Linked DNA regions of Muntiacus reevesi: region 2 is linked to region 1. The links are chromatin contacts, called in public Hi-C maps. All regions are on one chromosome and are shown on one strand. Each heading gives the region's core, a stretch centred on a gene start, on an enhancer-like site or on the middle of the called end of the contact. The rest is flanking DNA. Distances are from core to core; before and after follow the strand shown.

Evidence for each region. A called contact is a pair of places that touch in the nucleus more often than the background predicts.
Region 2: a contact with region 1 is called in a Hi-C map of blood, with 2.4 times the contacts expected there. The contact joins the promoter of ST8SIA4 here to the promoter of FAM174A in region 1. A contact is called at or near these places in 2 of 3 Hi-C or Micro-C datasets (blood and muscle).

Annotation. Positions count from the first base shown.
Region 1 is chr1:275,296,153-275,303,124 of mMunRee1.1, reverse strand. FAM174A (family with sequence similarity 174 member A) reads right to left here and starts at 1,837. Exons shown (of 3, transcript XM_065919613.1): 1 at 1,199-1,837. The coding sequence starts at 1,641.
Region 2 is chr1:275,616,734-275,624,169 of mMunRee1.1, reverse strand. It overlaps ST8SIA4 (ST8 alpha-N-acetyl-neuraminide alpha-2,8-sialyltransferase 4), which reads left to right and starts at 3,866. Exons shown (of 5, transcript XM_065919783.1): 1 at 3,866-4,321. The coding sequence starts at 4,209.

The sequences.
Region 1 (6,972 bases), core at 588-3,087:
TATTTTTCCAAATCGGTCTCATTACACAGTTGGAATGTTATAATACCATGACTGATGCCATTAAATAACTTTACTTCTATAACAATGGAATGTATCAAGTGGGAGTTACTTACAACAGTATAAAATATCACTAATTGAACTATGTAATTCCTTGTCTATTTGATAAGGCATTAAAGTGAGTAGAAAAATAAATGATAGTTATTCATAACCTGGTACAATGTAAGCTCCTGGTTTACTTAATCAAAAGTTTGATCACAGATTTGGACAGATATCATGTTATTAGAGAAAAAAAATTCAAACAAAGCAAATGATGGACAGTACAATCAACCATGATCATTAGATATCGTGGGACACCACTTTATTCTCCTAGGTCAGTTTTATCATATGTAAAGTGAAAAATATCATTTAAGTGTCCGTATTTGTATCAAATCTGAAATTTAAGTAATTCTCTAATAACATTCTATAGTAAGAATAGGTTCAAAAAACTATTCAGGTGTAACTTTAAACCTCTGAATGACTTAGAATTATTTACAGATGAATTCATTTTAGAAAAGTTTTTTTTGTAAAACAGCAAATCTATTTACTAATACAAATTTTTGTAAAGTTAAAATCATATATAATTAAGATATTAAACATACTCTCCAGCATTATAACGTGATCATATTTATTACATATTTTTTTTCCTTTGCTGCACAGGTATCAGTTTTCCATCTTATCAAGAAATCGGTAAACACTTCGCATCGTTTATTTAGTGTCATGCAAAATGAATGCTAGACATTTCTAATGGAGACTCTAATAACGACTGAACCATACGAAGTTATCAGTTTTCCCGGTTCAAAAGAGATGGAAACTTCATAAGGTACAACCGACGGTGGCAAGTTAAAAGTCAACAGCAAAAAAGTGCTGTTAAAAGAACTTCTCTTCTTTTTACCTTTTATAAAATAAATCACCCTTAAGATCATTTTGCATTACTATTAACTTAAATATTGCTACAGAGGTTCGATGCTAATTTATAATTTAACATGAAAGGGAGGCAGCAGGGACTTGGTGGTCTAAGCACTCCTAAAGGTACCACAGGCTTTCAAGACCGTCCTCGTCACAATCTCACTCAGCAGGCACCACCTGGGGTGGTGGGAGGAGGTCAGCAGATAAGCGCGCCTCAGGCCTGCCGGGGAGGCTCGGGGAGGCTTCGCCTCACCTGACCGTCCTGACGACGAAGTACACCAGCACCGCGCCGCTCACCACCATCAGCACGGTCAGGGCCCGCTGGGTCATGGGCTTGTCGCCGGGGTCGGGGCTCACGGCCAGGACGCCGCCCGCCGGGCCCCCGGCCCCCGCCTTCCCGCCGGGGTCGTCAGCGGCCGGCCCCGCCCCGGGCGTGCTGCCATTGCCGCCCTCGGCGCCCCGCGCGCCCGCGGCTTCCAAGGCCGGAGCGCGGCCCGCGGCCCGGGCGGCGGAGGGCTCGGGCGGCGGAGGGGGCCGGGTGCGCGGGCCGCGCGCCGCGGGCCGGGGGTCGGGCGCGGCCCGCGCTGCTGGCGGCCGTCCAGCTGAGGGCCCGCTCAACTCGGGCAGCAGCAGCGACAGCAGGAGCGCCGAGGCCAGGACGCGGCTGAGGCAGCAGCTGCAGAACGTCGGCTGCATGGTCCACGGCCGGCTCCCTCACCGCGCGCGAGCTCCGGGGCCCGCCGCCCTGGCTCCAGGCGGGACCATGGGCGTGTTAACTGAAGAGACGGAGGAGAACCGCTGACTGGACCCGGGACGAAGACCTGGCCGGCCGCAGGTGGCGGAGGCGGCAGCCGCGGCAGCTGCCGGCGACAACCGGAAGTTCGTACATCTCAGCTGCCCCCTGCTACTAGGGACGCTCGTGGTTGCTAACCTTCCGGGGCTGGCGCGTTCCGTGACGTCAGGTGTGTGAGGCCGTCTGCGCCGCGCGCACTTCCGGAAGGCAAGGGGAGAGAGCCTGCGGTTGGCTCCCTAGAAGGAAAGCAAACCGGAAGAGAGTTGTGTTAAGTGTGCGGCAACGCATGCAGCAAGTGTGCAGGAAGAATCCGGGAGAGAGTGGAAGCTCGTAATTTGAGTTTGTTGGTGCAAAACTGAAGAAACACAGCCAATCATTTATTTAAGACCTCCTTGACGTTTCCCTCAGCTCAGATACACATTTTACTAGACAGGTCGGTCGGCTCACTAGAAAGAAAGGAAACAGAGTTGGTGTCAAATGTGCAGCAGCTCTTTGCAGGAAGAAACCGGGAAAGATGGGAACCTCATACTTTGAGTTTGTTGGTACAAAACTGCATAAACACAGCTAATCATTTATTAAAGACCGCCTTGACGTTTCCCTCAGCTCAGGTACACATTTTATTAGGTATTTTTTTCCTGCCTCTAGGTCCTTGACCTAGAGCATTGCGTTAGAGAACTGGTAACTCTACCACTAATTGGTACAGGTATTAGTAACTGGTAATTGATTGTCTTCATTTTAGGAATGTAAATCTTTTTAAAAGTTCTTTCCCGTGTTACAACCCAGGGCTGTGTTTCTTCAGGAACTAGTAGTCATCCTTTTAAAATGTCAGGAAAGGAGACATCACCCATAGCTCCCAGTCTCCTTGGGAGCGTAGAAGCCTAAGTTAGGCAGGCGCTTTGTTTGAAGTTGTAAAACGGCCTCCCGTCATGCAGCTTAGAGAAAAGTTACTTTTTCTTCGTGAAGGCTTCCCTAGTAGCTTAGATGGTAAAGTATCTGCCTGCAGTGCAGGAGACCCGGATTCAACCCCTGCATAGGGAAAATCCCTTGAAGAAGGAAATGGCAACCCACTCAGGTATCCTTGCCAGGAAAATCCCATGGACAGAGGAGCCTGGCGGGCTACAGTACATGGGGGTCACAAAGTCGGAATTTCCTTTGGGTAAACAGAACTGGCCTAAGAGTTTTCCTACTCTTAAAATATCTTAAGCTTTCTGTTGAGTTGAGTTCAAACAGAGTCCTGGCCCCTCTTTTCTGTTGTGATCGTCTTGAATAAGTCTCTGCCTGTTTAACTTTGACATCAGTAATGTGGAACTTTGGGGTGAGCAGATATAAACAAAAACAACAGACCAGAAATTGAAGTTAGTATCTGTTCTTTTAAAAACTTACTCTTTCAACAAAATTTTAGACTTTCTACTCCTTCAGAACTGTATTTGAGTATTGAACAGTAGACGAGACATCATCCTTGCTCTCATAGCCCTTAGGGTCAAATGGAAATAACACAATAGTCCCATTCATTCTTATTTTGAAGTGCATGTTATAAATGACAAGCACAGAGTCTATAGTAAAAATTGTGTAAACAACTATTGTAGGTAAGGTGGTCAGTATAGTGTCTTCTAGCTGCTTGGGGCTAATAGACTCATGCAGTTGCTCCTGTCACGTAGAGTTGCAGGGACTAGGCATCTTAATGCTCGCTTCCACTGTGAGGAAGACCATTGGTGACACACACTAATTTTAGTTTCCAACCTGGACATTTATCAATAATGAAGTGGCTCCTTGGGTTTCTTCTCTCCCTTATCCACAATCTTATTCAGAGCCTTACATGGAAGATTAGTATTTAATGGTACTCCTTCCCACTCCTCAAAAAAATCCAATATTCAGCACACCAAAAAACAAAACAAAACAAAAGCACCATCTTTCCTTCCTCACAGTGTCTTGATTTACCATTGTGTTCCTCATCTTGATTAATGGCATTATTCTTTACTCAGGTGTTCGGATGTAAAATCTTGGAGTCATCATTTATCCTTATCTTTCCACCTGCAACAGTGCTTACTGGTTATGGCAGTATAGTAAATAATTCTGAAATAGCAGAGTTAAACTGATGATTCCAAATGATTAGAGCATTCTAATCATTCTAGTGTTTCTGCAGCTAGGTACTTGAATCAGAATCAGAAATGGAATTTGTTAAAAATGTCGGTTCTAGGTCACTAGTCCAGAAATTCTGAGCCAGAATTTTGGGGATTGGGAACATGTATTCTGTATGGATTTTTACTAAGCTCTCAGGGTAATTTTTATTTGTACTAACATTTAAGAATCTCTTCATTCCCTCACCACCTATATCCAACTGTTATCAACTTTTTCCCATTTCCCTAGTGTCTCTGTCATTAATCAGCCCTTTTCTGTTCCCTGCTTCTGATAAACAATTATTTTTAAATTGCTTGAGATCTTAAGCAAGCAGAGAAGCTGCAAATTATTGTGATTTTTGCATAATACCATATTATTTGTAAACTGTCATGAAACAGTATTTTCAATTCCATCACAGGAACTAGGAACCAGTTTCCTGGGAGAAAATATTGTATTTTGCTTGTGTAATATAAAATGACAATTTGGGGCACACATGCCTATTTAAAAGACAGAATGGCCAACTAATTGGTGTTTCTGAATTTTTTCTATTAGTAATAATGCTACTTGTTCATTTAAATGTTTTTGTCTTACAAACAAGTTGTATCAATCAGGAGAGATTTAAAAACATAAAAGAAAAGAAAAGTTATACTTACTTAAATTAACCTGCATACTAGGAAAAGACCCCTATTATTCTGATTTATCAGGGAACACCCCAGCTGACAGAACAGCAGTCTTCCATGGAAATGTGTAAAATACCACTGGCCTATTAAGTAAAATCTAATCCTCCCTCCCTGGTCCCATATTGAGTAATAATATTGCATACTAATTAAGAATCTGTTGTGTACCAGATCTCATGTTATGAAATGCTAAGCAATTCTCTTTATTTAGTCCTTACCAGGAAAAAAAAGCAAAACAAAACACTAAGCCATGATTATTCCTAATTTACAATTAAGAAACCACAATAAAGGATAATCAAATTGGTGAAAATCAGCCTGAGTAAAAGCAATAGAGCTGGGTAATAAACTCAGGTGCTGTGGCCGCAGAGGTCAATATTGCCTACTACATTTTGTCTTCTCCTAATTGTAGGCTTCCATGATTTGAGTCTAGCTTTTTGTCTCAATCAGCTACTGTTAGAATAATGCTGCGTAACTACTATCCAAAAATATCTCAGTGGCATACAGCAAATAGGCATTTTTTTCCCACATGTTTTTGGTCAAGGTGAGAGTTACAAATTTAAGTTGGCCTTATGGATAAGTAGATAGGGTGTGGGGAATAGGCATAAAGAGAAATGAGCAGGCATGTATGTGTGTGTGTTTTTTTTTTTTTTTTTTTTAACAGAGACTGGTTACCCAAACTCCCACCTGATGGCCTTGACATATCTCATTGGAGAGAGAGATGTCACATGGATGCTTCTAGCTTCTGGTAATCTGAGAATTTTGGTATTAAAATGGGCATATTCTACTCCCTATAGAAATTTATATAAGGAAAAAGAAGACAATTCATATTGATAGGGATTTCATTTATATTAATGTGTGTGTGTGAAAGTTGCTCAGTCGTTTCTGACTCGTTGCAACCCCATGGACTGCAGTCTGCCAGATTTCTTTGTCCATGGAATTCTCCAGGCAAGAATACTGGAATGGGTTGCCATTCCCTTCTCCAGGGCATCTTCCCAACCCAGGGATCGAACCCAGGTCTCCTACGTTGCAGGCAGATTCTTTACTGTCTGAGTCATTTATATTGATAGGCATGTCAATTTTAGCTCAGTGTAGTAGAGAACAAGGCTCAAATAAGTGTTCTCTGGTGGCAGAATTTCCTTGCTTGTCCATTAAGGAAGAGAGAACGTAGGAGGTTGTCTCAACTGTAATGGTCATTCATAGTGACATCTGATAGAAGGAGTCTCTTATACTTTTAAATGGCAGGATACTGCCACATTAGGTGGATTGTGTATACCCTGAGGTCCAAAAGGAAAAAGTTCAATAGTCAGGAAAAGGGATTATGAACTGATCACAAAACCAGAAAGTGAAGAGAATGTACTAAAAATCTTGAAGGTGAAGGAAGAGTTGGAATTTCAGAGGACAGCTAAAGAACAACATTTCAAGAATAAGAAGGAATAGTGTTGTCGGGTAGGCAATGCATAACTGAGTAGGAATCTGAATAAATGTTAAGGTTAAAAGTCTAAAACACACAAACAAACAAACACTGACTATATATAAATGGGTTGTGGTTCCTGAGAGGAAGGAAACAAGATGAGTATCTCTGGAGCTTTGCCTGTGGAAAATTTCTCAGCTATAGTGCATGAACCTGGAGTTCAGTCGGAATACGGGAGTCTCTCTTATCTGAAGAGGCAGAGATCAGGGTTCTGGGCTTTTAATGGTTGGCATCTGTGGGCCAAGGCGTTAAGAAAAAGAGTCTGTGGAGGTCATGAAGTTCATATGGAGGTTCCCCACACATCCTTGGCTGAGAGCTGGACAGAACTACCAGACTTGGCCACACAGAGTTAATAAGAAACTTGCTGTTACAGAGGTGAGAGCAGAACAGAGACATTAGATATTCAGCAGTGCTGGGGACTTTGGAATTAGGGCCCAGACATACTGAACAGATCTCTTTAACACCTCCTAACAAAGTGGAAATCAAATGGAATCACTGCTTTATGATAAAGACCACACCCAGAGAAAGGCCCTCTTTATACCTACTTTAACAAAGCTTGGAAACCAAGCCCTAACAAGATTCTTAGAGGAGAAAGAGTTTGAGATTGGATCTCACCCATTTACTAAGGAGCTTCCCAGTAGCACTAGTGGTAAAGAATCTGCCTGCTAATGCAGCAGACACAAGAGACGCGGGTTTGATTCCTGGGTTGGGAAGATCCTCTAGAGTAGGAAATGGTAATCCATTCCAGTATTCTTGCCTGGAAAATCCCATGAACAGAGGAGCCTGGCAGGCTGAAGTCCATGGGGTCACAGAGTCAAACATGACTGACCACATGGGACACAGTTTACAGGGACTTACAATAGATAAACAGAGATTATACAGTCTCAAAAAAGGAGATATAGAAAGATTCAAGAAGAGAACAAAACACTTTGAACTTACACAGCAGTATTATATAGTTTAATATATAT
Region 2 (7,436 bases), core at 2,617-5,116, 320 kb before region 1:
CCCTGTTTATGTGTGTCTCACTGGGTGGTCAGGTTCTGTTTTTTAGGGTTGGTCCCTTTGAATCCCCCAGTACCCCTTTTGTTGTATGGAATGCAGTTTCAAATGTCTCAGGATCCTCTGTCTGTAAATTACCCACAATATACTTCATAGGTTGCACTTTCTGAAGTTGCCTGCTTTGGTTTTTGGTCTCCAAAGTTCCTTCTCAGTTCGGAGGATGTTCAGTATATCCACCTCTCAACTGCATATATGGGCTGTCTGTAACTTGCTACTCAATATCTCTGTAAACCTAAAACTGCTGTAAAAAAAATAGCCTATTAAAAATGTCATGGGCTATTAAAAAACCCCACTGTGAGATTGCATGTGTCTATTCATTTCTTTCCAGCTGAAGTTGAGGGCACAGCCAGTAATTAAAACATGATTTACATTAAGTTAAAGGATAAAGTTGCATTTTGAAGCCAGCTGCCATTACTTGTATTATTTATTCATAGGGTACTGTGTAATTGCAGATTTGTGCTGAATAAAGACAAGTGTGTTCTCTTTATTGAAGAACTTACAGTCCAAAGATAGAGTGGAAATTTAGGAGCAACTTTAATTTTTCAGGATCATCAAAACCAGCATTCTAATGGAGGGCGGTAAGTTCAAAAGACACTTGTGTGGATAAGAGTTTTTACCCAACATACATATTTATGGCTCTTGTCCCTAATAGCACATTGAGAAGAATCAGGCTGTTCTCAACTTGGCCAAAGTGTTGGTCTCTATGCATTTCTAAACTTGGCAAATTATTGTGGATGCATATTTCATAAATCTAATAAGATGAAATAAATGATGTTAAATTATACTCTCAATGCTTAATTGTTCAAATATGGAAAGAAGGAATCTCTTGAATTCCGCTGAACCATTATCAACCATTCAGAAGTGCTCACCTCTGTGTAAAAGGTGCTCTGATTAACAGATTCAGAAAAAGCAGCAGTATACAATTGGAGAGTTCTTTTTTTTTTTTCCGTTTTTGTCTTATGTGTTCCCATAGCCAGTTCTTGGTTTGCTTTAGTTTTGTTGTTGATGGATTTGTTTTGTTTTGTTTGGGCCATGTGAACATTTTCACGAAACCTGAAGCTTAATTTGTGAATTAAACCTACTGTCCTCTTGAAGATTTTCATGTTGTAACTTTCCTATTATAAAACAGTTTGTGGAAGTTGAGATTATTACGATCACACTGAGGACTATGTCCCACTGTTTTCCTTTCCCATTTCTTGTTCCAACAGTACTGATCTATTCCAGAGCTCCGGCATTGTATTCCTTTCTGCGTACACATATCTTTCCTGTGCTTGCAAGGTTCAGCCCTCTGCCCGATTACCTCTTAGCTTTGTAAACGCAATTTATGTGTGCCCTTTCCTAGAAAGCTTACCTTCCTTGCTTCCAAAAACTTAAGCACTCTATGTGCTTCCATCCAGGAGCTTACCTACATCCAAGATACGTACTTCAAACCCTACTGTTAATTCATGGTGTCACAGTGCAACTTGGACTTCCCTGATAGCTCAGCTGGCAAAGAATCCGCCTGCAATGCAGAAGACCTGCACTGGTTGGGAAGATCCCCTGGAGAAGGGAAAGGCTATCCACTCTAGTATTCTGGCCTGGAGAATTCCAGGGACTGTATAGTTCATGGGGTCTAAAAGAGTCAGAGGCAACTTTCACTTTCACATTGCAACTTATTTTGATTTCTTTTTCTCAATCTGTCCCCCTCTGAGGGAGTGCTCTTCCTGTCTTGCTTAGATGCTATATTCTATTCACTTCTGTATTCCCAGGCACCTATGTATTTTCTGGTCTATAGTAATTGCTTAAGAAATGTTGGATGAATTTAATTAAATTATACATATTGCTCCATCAGCAACAGCAAGTAGTGTTTTATTTGAAATTCAGAATATGTTTGTTTACCACTTAAACATCAGAAGTTAACTTAGCTAACATCCTAATCATGCATTGCCCCCACTTCCTCTGCATCCCAGTACCCTTCTCACTTAAATAAGAAGCTGTTTTATTCTTGCAGTTTCTGCTAGTTGACAAGGCACTATGATCAAGCTGCATTAATGCAAGCGGGATTTCCCGAGACATCAATAAACTCAAAAGGCTCCCGGTGGGCCACTTGTAGTGTCAATAAAGGTTCATAATTACTTGCTCCTTTGAGCTTTTTAGACCCAACTTCCTTTCACTCTGCTGTGAATAGGAGGTTGGAGACCTGATAACTTTCTACATCTTAGGCAAAGAATGGCAAACATCACCAGGGATCCCGAGTTTTAAAGCAAAGGTGTTGGCTGTTATCCTTGTTATTTTACCCTGTCAAGGGACTAGAAACTTTGCTTTGTCACTATTGCTCCCCTCCAGCAGAGGGTTGGCTGTGAACCTCACCATTTCTAGGCTCAGGGAGGTGGAAGCCCTAGGGGCCAAGAGTGGATGACAGCAGAAGCCACTGCTCAACCTGAAGGAACAAGAAACTGAATTGAGAGAGCCTCTGGGGGCAGGGCTAGAAGCAGAGAGTCTGGGTCCTGCTCAGATAGATGGGGGAATTCTGGCTTCCAGGCACGTCTCACTTTGGTACTGGCTCCCGCAGGCACCTCCACCACACCCACATCACACAAAAACCAAACCAAGGCAGACTAAGCTGCAAGCTTCTCCCTGGCTGAGGCTAGGGGACCCAAGACTTGGAGAGGGACTCTAACTGAAGACTAGAAGCTAGGAAGGAAAAAGTGCTCCCGCCACACCGCACAATACAGTACGAGTCAAACAATCAAACAAAAAAACAGTAGAGGGAAAGAGAGGGTGAAAATCGGGCTAAATACAAATTACTAAGACTTTGAGAGAAAAGCTTGCTGTTCTTCCTTTTCCCCCTTCTTCCTCCCTCCCTTCGTTTCTTCTCTCTTCCTTTTTTTCTCCTGGGTGTGTGCATGTGTGTATGCGTGTATGGGTGTGTGCGTGTGTGTATGCGTGTGTGTGTGTGTGTGTAAGTCTACTTGCGTTTTGAAAAGGAGATTCTGCTTTTCTCAGACTCTGATCTCTTCGCAGGAAAGTTAAAGTGGGATTGGAGTTTCCTTGACTTCTGCGTGAGGAGTTTTCAAATGGCAGCGATCGTCCCTCCTAAATATCCATCAAATCCCCGATGACACCTCTGTCATCACTGGTTCCTTGCCAGATTCTGAGCTGGGCTGGTCATCCACCACCACCACCACCCCCCCCCCCCCCCCCCGGAGTGGGAGATCGGCTCGAGCGCGCGTGTGTTTGCCCTTTCGGGATGGAGCGGCGCCCAGCATATTAAACGTCCTCCAACCCCCTCTTCCTCCCGCCCCCAATTCACTCCCCTCTGGAGGGCGTGCGTTTGGCGTGTGTGCGCGCGCGAGGGTGTATATTTAGCAAAGACGACTGGAAGCGGCTACCCCTCTTGCTAGCCACCCCCAGCTCTCAGATCGCGTCTCCGCTCTGTGTCCCCAGCCCGGGGTCCTCTCCACGCGGAAGCGGGCAAGACTATCTAGGTGCACCCTGGTCCCCAGATCGAGCTCAAGCTTTGCTGTCCCGAGAGGACGAGCTGACTTCTTCCTCAGGCGCTGCTCTCTTCCCACGGTGAGCGAGTACTGGTGCGTGCGTGTGTGTGTGTGTGTGTGTGTGTGTGCGTGTGCGTGTGTGTGTGTGTGAGCGCGATTGTGTCTGTACACGACTGAGCTCGCGAGCTTCCTCTCTACGCACCGCGCAGGCAATGCCGGCGACGTTACTCTGCAAGCAGCAGCCGGCGACCGAAGGCAACAGCAGCCTCCGCCCCCTCGGCGCCGTGATTGGCTGGCTTTGCTCATCATTTCCATGCTAGCAAAAAGGGAAGGGCCAGTGACGCCCCCGAGCCCCGCTGCAGAAGCGGCCGCCACCTCCGATGCACAAGGTGTCTCTCCTGCAAAGGAAGCGAAGCCCCAGGGAGGAGGCGCTGGACCGACCCGGGCAGAGCTGGAGGGAACCGCGAGAGAGAGCGCCCCGCGCAGCCCTCGGGGACCAGCCGGAGCTCGGCCGCAGAGGACCCTCGAGACCTGCTGGGGAGATCCCGGCTCCACGCTCTCCTCGGCTTTTACAGACCCACCCCCCGCGCCCCGCGACTCCCTCTCCCCGGAACGGAGTCCTTCTATGAAGAGGAGGTGAGGGAGCTGGGGCCACCAGGAGTTTCCCGGGCGCCCAAGATGCGCTCCATCAGGAAAAGGTGGACGATCTGCACGATCAGTCTGCTCCTGATCTTCTATAAGACAAAAGAGATGGCCCGGACCGAGGAGCACCAGGAGACGCAACTCATCGGGTAAATGCAAAGCTTCATTCTAGGATCTGACCAAAAGTCCAGCCGTGAATGAGATGTGAATAGAAGCGATCGCGTGAGGGTTGGGGTCGTGTCGGCGGTGGGGTCCGCCTGCGAGGGCTTAGTCTGGTGAAGTAAATAACAAAGGGTGTTGTGGAGGTGTGTGATTTCTCCACGGCGGGTTCTCAGTAGGAGTTCAGCTTGCCCTGCGCGGTGATAGTGACAGCTGCCTTGGTGCCGGGCTCGAAAGCCAAAGAAGTCCCCGCAGAGTGTCAACAAAGAACGGGCACTCTCGCCCTTTTTACTCCCAGGGCAGAACTCGGTCCAGATGTTTTTATTGCCCTTCTTTCTCTCTGCTAGCTCTAAAGGGAGGTACCAGCAGAAGCTGGCTTCCTGAAAGGCTGAAGTTAAAGCCCAGAAAGTAGGAAATGCGTCTCCTCTTCTTCACAATTGGTTTGTTTGCTTTTTTTTTTTTTTTTGGCGTCGAGTAGATCTGTGTATCATCATTTTAATTAGAAGCTCCAGGTCAACCAATGATACTTCCTTCTTTGCTGTCCCTGGGTCAAATGCATGGGCGTCATGGTTACAGTTTTGGAAACTGGGTCCTACTTCACACAGACTAGATTTCTGCTTTTTCTTTAGTTTGTCTAGATGAGTTCAGAATCTTCCTCCACCCTAGTCAGTTCTCTAAATATCACACTTCCTTCCTCCCTCCCCCCGGCCTCTGTGACTTTGAAGTTTACCCAGGAGGTGGTTGCAACTTTCTGTTGCTTATATAGATTGGAAGCGTTCTCTCTCTCTCTCTCTCTCTCTCTCTCTCTTTCTCTCTCTTTCCTGAGGATGTGACCCCTGGTTGTCAACTCTGCTCAAAGTCCTGTTTCGGAAATCCTGCCTCATCCGGAGGTGTCTGCTGTTGCTATCTGAAACTCCACACTGGCAGAGATGCCAGCCTGGTTTTTCTTTTCCCTAAAGATGAGGACGAAGATAGAACCTTTGCATGTTGGGGCGGGGAGGCGGGGGCACAGGGCGGCTAAGACGTGTGTGTGCGCGCGCGCACACACACACACACTAAACTTAACGCACTCCATTTCTTAATATTCCTGCTCCTCCCTAAGTAAGGAAAATTTAAGTGAGCAAAACGCCGGCTTATCTGTACAGAAGACGTTGTTCTTTGATAGAAAATTCACACAGAACTACAGTCGAAGGGGACTGGAAAAGAATGAAAAAGCCAGAGAGGCATGTGCGGGATGGTTGTTACGCCGCAATAAATCCAAACGGGCTATTCGGGAAGGAGGGTCCCCGAACTGGGTGAGGTCCTTCACACCGGGAGGGGGTGGCTTGAACCTTCAGCCTGGCTCGATTGTCAGAGAAGGACTGGGCGGGGGGCGGGGGTGGGCGGGCATCCCCGGGTGGACCTGGGGCTTTGCAGACTGACAAAGGGGTCTTTCGGGAGGTGGTGAACCGGCGCCCGAGGGAGAGAGGCTGAGTCTGGGCTTGGGGGTGGGGGGATCGAGGCTCTCGGTGATCTTCCGGGCTCGGTGGGCTCCGCAGATGCGCCTTGAGCCCAGACAAAGCGGCCGCGTCCTCGGCCAGGACTCCGAGGGTCGGGGCCTCGGCGGCGGGCCACCCTGGGGGTGGTGAGCGGGAGAGACTGGTGGGGGAGGGGGTCCCCCGGGGAGCCCTCTCCCCAGGCCTCCGTAACCCGCCGGTGGGAAGGCGGGGCGCACCCCGAGTCCTGGGATGCTCCCCCCTTCCTGGGCGACTTGCCTCCTGTGGCCTCTGCCTGCCGGTGGGCGCAGGCCAGGGCGCTCTGGAGGAGGAGGTAGGGGAGGAGGGTGAAGGCGGGGGGCTAGCAGGCTCTGGCCAGAGGGTCGGGCCAGCCCCGCGGGGCTCCTCTCGCACCTTCCCCGGGCCGAGCCCGCCCCTCCGAGGATGCGCGGGGCGGGCGCATCCAACAGGAAGAGGGGTGCGCGGAACGGGGGTTCTCTTGGTTCCCCTCCCTCCACCCCCCCCCCCACCCCGAGAGAGCTGCCCGCCCGGGTGGAGGAAGCAGTCTCTATTGCAAGAATCAGGTCCCCTTTACAAATAAAAAATAACTTTTACTGCTCCAGTCGGCCCCCGCGCGCCTCCTCCCTAATTAAAACCCGCAATCACGGCCACGCGGGGGGCGCGCGCGGGTCGCTGAAACCTGGGAGTTGGCGCTGCCCGGGGTTCGGGGGCGGGGGGCGCACCGGGAGAACAGCTGGTCCCCCCAGCCCACCCTCGCCCCAGCGCTTTCCCCTCGGCTGAAACGTGCCCCTGAAAAGCGGGGGTAGCCGTTGATGATTTCAACTCCCCCTGAGTAGTGCTTCTGGTGGCGGGGTTGACTCATCCCAAACAACGGTTCTTCTTATTGACTCTCTTTCTGCCCAAGCCACGTGGAGGGGCTGGTCTCTTTGGAGATGAGTAACCCAGCGCGGCGGTTTGGCCGCCGGAACCCAGCCGGTTCATCGCCAGAGGTAAACAGGAGGCTCTGACCTTTGGGGGCGCCGCTGCGTACCTTCTGAGTGGGCCGTAGATTCGGTGAAGGGCAATTCCATAGTCCTTGGATCTTAGAACATCCTTCTGGATTCGGATTTAGCGTCCCTGCTTCCATTTGGCAGCAGACAGGTAGTTTCTTTCTTTATTCCACCTGCCTGCCTTTTAACACTGGAGGTCCCACCTAGAGTCGATGTGCCCTGGTTCTTCTTATATACAGGGTCGAGCAGTCATTCCACACAGGGGGAAGAGAAGAAACAGCCGCTCAGCTTCCCACAACAAGCGTCCACATTCACAAATCCCCAGAGGAATTCCAGCAGCATGTTTGTCATAAGTAATGATTGAAGAATAGGTCGACTAATTATTGGATGTTCAGAATTGTTTCTTTCAAAGCTAGCCTATTAATTTTCTGATCTGTTGGCTAGTTAATAAAGTTAAACTGAAAGGGCATTTAGGGGTATAAAGGAGTCTGTTCTTAACTGATATTTTTACTTAATGGGAAAATACTTACTTCCCACCAAATGGGAAATGGGAAAATGGCATTTGCCTTTCAGTTGGCATATTCTTTTACTGACTCTGTGTTCTTTGGATATAATTAGAA